Regions from separate parts of the Sus scrofa genome. Here region 1 is linked to region 2. The links are chromatin contacts, called in public Hi-C maps. All regions are on one chromosome and are shown on one strand. The core of a region is the stretch at or near the end of the contact, and the rest is flanking DNA. Distances in the headings are between cores, read along the strand shown.

What was found. A called contact is a pair of places that touch in the nucleus more often than the background predicts.
Region 1: a contact with region 2 is called in a Hi-C map of retroperitoneal adipose tissue, with 2.0 times the contacts expected there. The contact joins two enhancer-like sites. A contact is called at or near these places in 2 of 47 Hi-C or Micro-C datasets (retroperitoneal adipose tissue and subcutaneous adipose tissue) and 1 of 2 datasets of contacts at active chromatin or transcription factors (alveolar macrophages).

The regions. Positions count from the first base shown.
Region 1 is chr13:199,175,401-199,180,586 of Sscrofa11.1, reverse strand. No RefSeq gene overlaps it. Among named protein-coding and RNA genes, the nearest start is that of SETD4, 410 kb to the left of the region's middle. Within about 2 kb of position 1,551, at least 1 of the 83 cell types and tissues checked has an H3K27ac peak or open chromatin away from gene starts, as enhancers often do. A contact at or near this core is called in retroperitoneal adipose tissue, where this site is marked.
Region 2 is chr13:198,661,506-198,666,135 of Sscrofa11.1, reverse strand. No RefSeq gene overlaps it. Among named protein-coding and RNA genes, the nearest start is that of RUNX1, 29 kb to the right of the region's middle. Within about 2 kb of position 1,810, at least 6 of the 83 cell types and tissues checked have an H3K27ac peak or open chromatin away from gene starts, as enhancers often do. A contact at or near this core is called in retroperitoneal adipose tissue, where this site is marked.

The DNA.
Region 1 (5,186 bases), core at 302-2,801, 510 kb before region 2:
CTCCCTTTCTAAAAATGGAGAAAATACTACCTCATAGAGGTTAAACAATTTAGTCAAAATTATCTATGTAGTATTTTATTAGGAGTTGGAATTAAAAATCTGATCTTAGGGAGTTCCCGTCATGGCTCAGCGGAAACAATCCAGCTAGGAACCATGAGGTTGTGGGTTCTATCCCTGGCCTTGCTCAGTGGGTTAAGGATCCGGCGTTGCCGTGAGCTGTGGTGTAGGTCTCAGATACGGCTCAGATCTGGTGTTGCTGTGGCTGTGGTGTGGGCTGGCAGCTACAGCTCCAATTGGACCCCTAGCCTGGGAACCTCCATATGCCATGGGTGCAGCTCGGAAAAAAAAAAAAAAAAGACCAAAACTAAAAATCAAAATCTGATCTGATGGCCCTAATATCCTTGGGAGGCAGAGCTTTGACTCTTACAAACCAGGAACATCCTTTTTCTTTCTTTTTTTTTTTTTGTTTTTGTTTTCTTTTAGGTTTCTATAAATTCATAATTTTTCTCTGTTATACATAACCACAGAATGAAAATAAATGCCATCTGACCTGCTAGGTCACACAGGGAACTCTACTCAATATTCTGTATTAACCTGTAAGGGAAAAGAATCTGAAAAAAATGGATATGTCTATGTATAACTGAATCACTTTATTGTACAGCAGAACATTGTAAGTCAACTCTGCTTCAATAAAACTTAAAAAAGAAAAGAAAGAAAACCCCATCCACATCACAGCGTTATCTTGGCTCCCAATATAGAGGGAAAAATATGTGCACATCTTTCAACAGTGTAACCCATCATTGGATGGCGTGGAGACTTTCCCATGTAGGAGATTCTGAAGCCTGAGAGTTAAACGCCAAAGTTGACTCTTACCACCTTTGTGAATCAAATGGATATTTAGTTTCACAATTAATAAATGGCAGAGGGATTAAACTTTGATTTCTATTTGTTTTGTATTTACGTCCTCCAGAATCTCCTAAGGATGACTCTAGGCTATGTTTTTGGGAATCTGGGGAACCACACACCACCTGTTTCTCAAGACCCCATTTAGTGGAGGCTGCTGAGATGCAGGTCTAAACACAGCCCCCCATCATCTGAGGCCTGCCCTCTGGGGATGTGGTCCCTCTTTTTAGTCGGAGTTGGTAGATGGCATACAATGCCTAATGCCCCCACAAATTGCTTAGCGTGTGCTACTCAACTAGAGGTAGCTGGACTTAGAGTCACCTTCCCAAGGCAGCCCTTTAGTCCCCATCCGGCTCAGACCCTGGGTCCTCACCCGGTACCTCACATAGCGTCTGCCTCCAGGCTCACGGCCCTGCAACATCTAGGATAAAGGTCAACGATGACTCCCTCTTTGTGGCCCACATGGGCTCTTGTGTGCTGATGGCACTGTCCCTATAACCACTCATGGTGAGTCCTTGGGCATCTGTCTGGCACAGTTGACTGGGCACCCTGGGGACCCGACAGTGTGTTCTGTTCACTGTGGATCCCCAGTACCCTGGGTCAGGGCCTGGCACCCAGCTGGCTCCCAGTGCTCATTGAAAAGATGCAGGAACCACTGTGGCAGCCAGAACTGCCTCTCACAGTCTGGCTGATGCCTCACCCAACAGGTATACCCCAGATGACTCATTTGGGTTTGCCCTTTTCCCTTCTCCTTTCACGGCTCTAAAAAATGGATCTTGGACAAATTCAGCACTCTAGTAAGAACTGGATTCCTGTTTTCCCCTTTTTATTGAAGATTCCTGGCCAAGAGGTGGGTGCCACCCAGATAACCTAGACTAGGCAGTTGCAGCGTCCCCACTGGGGGTTCCTGCCCAGGGGGTTTTCCCAGGCAGAGTCAGGGTTTACCGGAAAGTTGTTCTTTCTCTTAGTCCACGAGGAAGTCTTGTAAAGAGAGAAAATCCTGCCGGCAGAGCCCTGACACAGAAACGATCCCCAGTGGAGGGCCTGATCCTCCGGGGAAAACAGAATCAGTCATCCTGAGTGATGGTTCAGGAATAACAGATCTGATCAGTTGCACGTGTTACTGAAAGCCTGCGAAGTTCCTCTCCTGGAGGACACAGTGTCTGCTGAGAGGAAGACAGAGATTGCAACCCTATGTCCTGTGATATGTAGAAAAAAAATCTGAGAGAGAATGGATATGTGTATATGAATGATTGGGTCACTTTGTTGTATAGCAGAAATTGTCACAGCCTTGTAAATTAACTATACGTCAATTAAAAGTTTTAAAATTTTTTTAAAATTTAAAGAGTCTAAAAATTATACAAAATATAGTAGACGATGCTCCTTAATTCTGGTGCTTATGGCCCCAGGTCAGGGGACACAGTTTGGGGATGGATTCCAGGCTGGATTCCGGATTCTGGCTTCTGCCTCCACGGTGGGGCAGCCCAAGGACAGAGCCGCAGGTCTCTAGGTAATGCATGGGAACCTGGACCCGACCCTGGAGCATCCCCTGCAACCTCACACCACCCTCTGCTGCCTAATCTCCTCCCTCCTCCTGTGCACCCCGGCCCACGCAGCCTTCCACAGCTTACTAGAACCTCCTTTATCACACTCCAGTGAAAAACGTCTGTTCGTGTGCTTATTTCCCAAATTATTACAGCGTCTGTGCCATACAGCGTCTGTGCCAGGCATTGTTAGAAGTGTGTTACACGTATTAGCTCATTTCATCTTTACAATAACCCTGTGAGGCAGGGGTCACTGTGGTCCCCATGGAACCACTGGGGGCGAGTTCTCCGTGATTCACTCTTTTTGTCCTCAACCCAGAGTGACATTGCTTAGAGAAGCTCTGGGGACGCAGAGTTGAGTGACGGAGTGGATGAAGGAATGTGCTGTTTACTGGCGGTTTGCAGAACGAAATTCATCATGTCAACTCAGCACTTTCCTACTTTCTTCCTTCTCGGCCTCGCTTCTCTATCTTATCCCTCTGTTTTCCCAATCCTTCCTCCACCACCTCAAAGACAAAGATGTAAGCCAGCTGAAGTCAAGGATCCATTAAAAACAAAGTCTCTTAATTGGCTAAAGTTACATTTTTTTCTGTTTGCTCTCTGTGGTTTGTGAAAGAATGAGGTTGGTGTTATGGTCTGTTTGGAAAATGCCCTTTGAGAACAGGGACAGTTAATGACTGTTTCCCACTGAGTCCAGCAGACGGGTGCCAAGTACCCTGTGGGCATGGAGAAAATATTAATTGATGTTGATTTCCTTACTTATTTAAATATGCTAAATGGCCCCTGAGAAACTCCCAAAGCGTTAACATGTTACCCCAAATACATGACTTATCCACGAAGTACTTTCCTGTTTACTGAGAGTTCAGTGTCTCTGTTTGGGAAGCCTATTGATTGTGTAAATTTGATGCTTTCACACAGGGAGAAGTGGAATAAGATTTGGTGATAAAAATAGTAGAAAATATTCCTGATTTCAACTAAGTCAACTTGAATACTAAGTTGCCTGTGCGTGAGAGGCCCCCGTGGGTCCATGCAGAGGGGAAAGTCCTAAAAAATTGTTAAAAGTTGAAATATGACAAGCTTGATGGTTTCCCCTTTTTTTTTCCTCTTCTAGAGCACCTCAGCATCAGCCAAAAAATTTCAACCGTTGGACATTTTTGCTGCTCGAATTGTTGGGAAATAATTTTATTTCAAACCCAAATCACAGAAAGTTTTTCATTTAAAGAAAATAGGAAGCAGTTTAGAGTTATCAGTGCCTTATACGTTGAGAGATTCCAGCATATATTAGGCAGATGAGTATGTAAAGTGGTATAAATAAGATTCCTCTTGTCATCACTTATGTAGATTGTGGTCCTGAGTCTCTCTGTGGGCTTCCGACAAGCCATCAACATCCATGAAGGACGATTTTCCTTCGCTGAATTTGTTAAGAAGTGGTCAGATGATTAATACCAAGGGCCGGTGTCAGTGTTGGGCTTTGTGTGTGGTTTGTGATCATGCAGGACAGGACAACAAAGGGATTTTGAAGATGTTGTTAGAGTTTCATGAACTTAGACAGTGAAATAACACAAAAAAATTTACAGTCCATCTCTTGAAAAATTGAGCCAGATGTGTCTTAAAATTTGGAAGGTTTCAAATATTAGACTGTGATTTAATAGGCATATTACCCATTGTATAAGAGCCCTAGCAAGTTTTGCAGCATCACTCATAATCTGAACTGTTAATAGATCTCTAGTCAAATAGATCAATGTTCTCATCAGTGGGAGAAGGACCCTGCATAGCTACCCACCACTTGGGGACAAGTTTTTCCCGCAAATGACTTAGCACGAAAATCTCACTTTCCAGAAATTTGGGGATCTTGAAATTGTCACAAGGGATTGTGGACGGATATAATTAAGGTCTAAAATGTTCATGGCAAATTAGGTAACCACAACATCTTCAATAAAATGCCACACAATTCTGTCCCAGGAAGGCCTTTGCATTTTCAGATGCCATTTGCTGTGATATTTGGAATCTCTATATGGAAGAAACAATAAGCCTCCACTTCTTGTTTTGGAAGCTATGCCGACTGATATTACATTTTAGTTTTTTGTTTGAAAAAGTAATATGGGGGTAGAAAATGTAAAAATCTATATGCTCAGCACATCTTGCCATGTTTTCCTTTAGACCTAATATGCACATGTAATTTGCTCAATGTAGACACTAGTCTTTTTTCTTTTTTATTTAAAATTCTGAGATGTGTTTTCCTACATATTTAATTTTCTTTATAACTGTCATTTAGATGATTTTCTGAGGCAGCACTGAACACAAATTTCTCTGCTATCTTGGAAGAAGGATGCAAAAACAGTGAATACAACAGAAACCAGTTATCCTGCCACATGGGTTAAGCACTATTGCTAATAGTAGGCAAATCTTTTGTCGAAATCTTAATCAGTGTCACTTCTGCCATGATGAGTACAGTTTTATAAAATAAAATAGTAGCATCAAATGGATGTTATTTAAGTAATGCGTTCACTTTTTTTTTTTTTTTTTTTTTTTTTTTTTTTTTTTTTTTTTGTCTATTTAGGGCTGTACCCACAGCACATGGAAGTTTCCAGGTTAGGGGTCCAATCGGAGCTGCGGTTGCTGGCCCATACCACAGCCATAGCAGTGCAGGATCCCAGCCACATCTGTGACCTACAGTTTGTGGCAACAAGCTTGATCCTTAACCCACTGAGTGGGGCCAGGGATCAAACCCATATCATC
Region 2 (4,630 bases), core at 561-3,060:
GCTGATATTAATTCATTATGGGATTGAACTTGTGTCCCAGTGCTCCCAAGATGCCTCTGATCCCATTGTGCCACAGTACATAACACAATGCCTAGATGCTCAGAAATATTTGAAAAGCAAGTCAGAATTTCAAGTCCACATGCTCCAGTGCATAAATATGATAGTTAATTTCATGTGTCAACTTGGCTAGGCTATGGTGCACAGGTGTTTAATCAAACACCTGGCTAGCTGTGGGGAAGACGTTTTTAGATGTGATTAACATTTAAATCCGCAGACTCTGAGTGAAGCAGATTATCCTCCATCGTGTGAGTGAGCTCCAGTCAATCAGTGGAAGGTCTTCAGAGCCAAAACTGAGGTTCTCCAAAGAGGAAGGAGTTCTCTTCAAGACAAACATGGAGGAAGTTCCCATTGTGGTTCAGCAGTAATGAACCTGACTAGTATCCATGAGGACTCGGATTCAATCCCTGGCCTCGCTCAGTGGGTTAAGAATCCCTGAGTTGCTGTGTAGGTCACGGACGTGGCTCAGATCCTGCATTGCTATGGCTGTGGCATAGGCCGGTGGCTACAGCTCCAACTCAGCCCTTAGCCTGGGAACTTCCATGTGCTGCAGGTGCAGCCCTAAAGTGAATTTAAAAAAAAAGCAAAAACACTAAACTAAGCATGGAAACCTTGCCTGAGTTTTCAGGCTGCTGTCCTGTGGAATTAGGACTCGAGACAGCAACCTCCATGCTCACCTGAATTTCCAGTCTCCCAGCCTGCCCTATAGAGTCCAGACATGGTAGGTTCACAGTCACATAAGCTAATTTCTTAAAATAAATCTTTCTTCTGTTTTTCTAAAGAACTCTGTTTACTACAGCACAAAAAGTACATCTTCCATTTGTACTTTGCCTCTCCATTTGATCACTGGGTCAGAATGCTCATCTCCTCTAATTCAGTCCAATTCAGTAGTGCTTTCTTGTCCAGAGTCCCTCTCCAGGCTATGCTGGGCCCACACAGGGTGGGAAAGTGGGGCCTGGGTCTTTGATAATCTTCTCTCTCCTGGTTTGCATCTGCTGAGGTGGCCAGAACCCCACCTGGCTCTATGTCTCCACAGTCACACAGGTGGGAGGTCCCATCAGGCCTGGCTTCCTCTTCCTCAGTGGTGTCCATGTGCCTCTGGGGCCCACAGACATCATTGTGCTGAATCTAGAACTCGGGAGCTCAGAGACACCAGATACCTGTGTGCCTGGGGAACCAAAACTGTCCTTCAGCTCTGAGCTCCTCCTTCCTTCCCAGAGCTTTGTCCAGGGAAGAAGGCCCTACCCAAGATATAAACCTGAAGGGCTCTTGGAGTTCCCTGGTGGCTCAGCAGGTTAAGGATCTGGCTTGTCACTGCTGTGATGGGGGTTCGATCCCTGGCCCAGGAACTTCCACATGCCAGAGGTAAGTCCAAAAACAAACAAACAGACAAAAAACAGAAACGAAACAATCGAGGAGAGTGCAGTAGCTCTTTCTTGGCATACAACAGCATTAAGCCTCAGCACTGGAGCAGGGTCAATGAATAGCCCCCCAAAAATATACAGGCATGAGCTAACCCCCAGAATCTGTGGGTGTGACCTTATTGGGAAAAAGGATCTTTGCAGATGAAATGAAGTTAAGGGTCTCAAGATGAGATCGTCCTGGATTATCCAGGTAGGTCCTAAATCCAATGACAAGTGTCCTGAAAAGAGCTGGAAAAGGAAACGACCCAGATGAGGAGAAGGCCGTGGATGATGGAGGCATAGACTAGAGTGGTACCACCATGAGCCAAGGACACCTTGAGCTGCCAGAGGCTGAAGGAGGCAGGAAGGACCCTCCCCTAGAGCCATAAGAGGGAATATGGCCCTGAAACGCCTTGACTGCAGACTCCTGGCTTCCAGAAGTGGGAGGAGATTGCATTTCTGTCATCTTGAGCCCCTCCATCCATCTGTGGTGCTTTGTTAGAGCAATCACAGGAAACTCTCACCACGGATGGCCTTCCCTTTGAGGGGAAATTGTATAGTCAAGACGAAGGAGGTAATAGACTATTCTTACTCATCATCAATTTTTTTTTTTTTTTCTGATCTAATGTACGTGCCAGGAATCTTTTCCACTCCCCTGGGGGACTAAGCTCCTAGAACTGCAGACGTCAGTGAGAAACTAGCTGACTAAGCCTGGCCGGGTGGGGGCGAGTGAGGAGGCCAAACAATTCTACACTGGGAAATCACTTTAAGAAATCGCTTCTGAGAACTTTTAGGAACATAATTTTCTTTTTCTGTAATTGTCCTGAATTCTCCCTTAGAGGGTATGTACGCAGTCCAACAGACACATGGCTCAGGGATTATCCCAAATGCTACTTTCTTAAGCTGGAAACCAATCTACTGCCCACCCCTGGTTTTTTTCTTCATGAGCATACATCCTTCTTTCCTCGATGTTCCTCATGTGCAAATATGACTACCTGTGACCCAAAGCATCCCCACTAACCAGGAAATAACCTCTGAAAGGACAATTCTTTGACCCAGAGGTTGTTCCTGGTCATTATTTGTCCATATCTCCACCAACCCCCTTGACAGCCTTTTCCCAATAACAGAGAAACACTGCACCTCAAACATTTCCAAGGCTCTAAATGCTGTGCTCACCCAGGGGTCTTTCTACAGAATAAAATAATAAATTATGTATCACTGTCATTGCAAAGGGTTTTTTTTTTTTTTCAAAGCTTTCTCTTTTTTTTTTTTTCTTTTAAGGACACATCTGTGACTTATGGAAATTCCCAAGCTAGGGGTCAAATCAAAGCTATGGCTGCTGGCCTATGCCGTAGGCACAGCAGTGCAGGATCTGAGCTGCATCTACAACCTACACCATAGCTCACAGCAATGCCAGATCCTTAACCCACTGAGCAAGGCCGGGGATCCAACCCACATCCTCATGGATCCTAGTCAGGTTCCTTAAACGTTGAGCCACGAAGGGAACTCCACAGAGTGATTTTCATATAAACTTTGACTTTAAGCAGACCTCAGTCCAAATTCCAGCTTCGCCCTAATGTGTGACTTGTAGCTAATTATTTAAACTGTCAGTATCTCAATTTCTTTATCTGTGAAATGGAGATAATAACATCTAGCTTATAAGGCAGTGGTGAGGAGTAAAAGGGTTATAATATGAAAAGCAGTAAACACCAATATTTTTTCTCTTTATCATCTCCCATTTTTTTCTAAATGGATTCCTTACCAACCATGATGGACTATTACATAACCACTAAAAATAATTCTTCATAGGAGGAGTGTTTAATAATGTGGGGGACATTTGGGTTATGTCATGAAGTTGAAAGGGTTATTAAGCAGTATGCATGATATGAGCCCCATTTAGATAGAAAAACACACAGGAACTTATACAAAGTCTTGCATTAAAAATTATAGAGGCATTCCCGTTGTGGCTCAGCAGTAACAAACCCAGCTCGTATCCATGAGGATTCTGGTTCGATCCCTGGCCTCAGTCAGTGGGTTAAGGAAAGAGTGCTGCTGTAGCTGTGGTGTAGACTGTCAACTACAGCTCTGATTTGACCCCTAGCCTGGGAACTTTCATATGTCACAGCTGTGGCCCTAAAAAGAACAGAAAAAGTATAGAAAAATAGACTTAGAAGGATCCATACTGAAATTTTAATAGCAGTTATCTCTAAGGTGGTAGTTTATGAGTAATAAATATTTTCTTTCCATAGTTTTCAAATGTTCTATATAGTACACATAAGGGCAGAAAAAAAAATTAAATGTGCCCTTGGATAAGTTACTATGCCTGTTTGCATACTGACAAATTGGGGAGAATAAGAATGTCTTAAGATCAAAAGAGAAAATACCTATAAAATTGCTAGAAATTTTAATGTAAGAAATCAGTTTCCATTGCTAACATATTATGGCTGAGTTATGGGTAATTGGTGTTGGGCTGAAAGGAAAGTTTTAGCACAAAGTAACTTTCAGTTGCTCCAGACGTGTTCTTTGCTGTGTACTTATAAGGAGACATTTAGTGTGATTATTAAAGCAGTCAGGGCTGGCACTGTGGGCATGAGACCTATATGGTTATACAGGTCCCCCCTCAGAAGGACCTCATTCTTGGTTTAACGCTCTTGAAATTCTGCTGCCACTATCTTGAAAGTCTTCATAAATTTGAACCAAGGGGCCCATGATTTCACTTTTCACTGGTCCTTGCAACTTATATAGCCTGCCCTAAATATAATTGACTGTGTGTGTGTGTGTATGAGAGAGACCTTGTGTACATTTCAAAAGTTGAGTATTCTGTGGTATGATTGAAAGTGGATGGAGGGAAGGAAGTTTCTTTGGCTAAACCTGGAAAAAGGTACAGGTGAAGTGAGGCAATTAGAACCTACTTGCTGGGAACTGACCAAGTGGCAGCTGGTGGGCTTTCTGAATTATATCATCTGCTGGCAAACGAAACCAGTTAACTGAACCCTTATTAAGGGCTTCTCTCCTCTCAGTTCATATTAAACATTCGAGAATTTGTTCATACTTCAGATAAAATTCTAAGCGAAATGGAAAAGACCCTCTAAAAATAGAAAATGCTCATTCTGGAGTTCCTGCTGTGACACAATTGGATTGGTGGCATTTCTGTAGGGCCAGGATGGAGG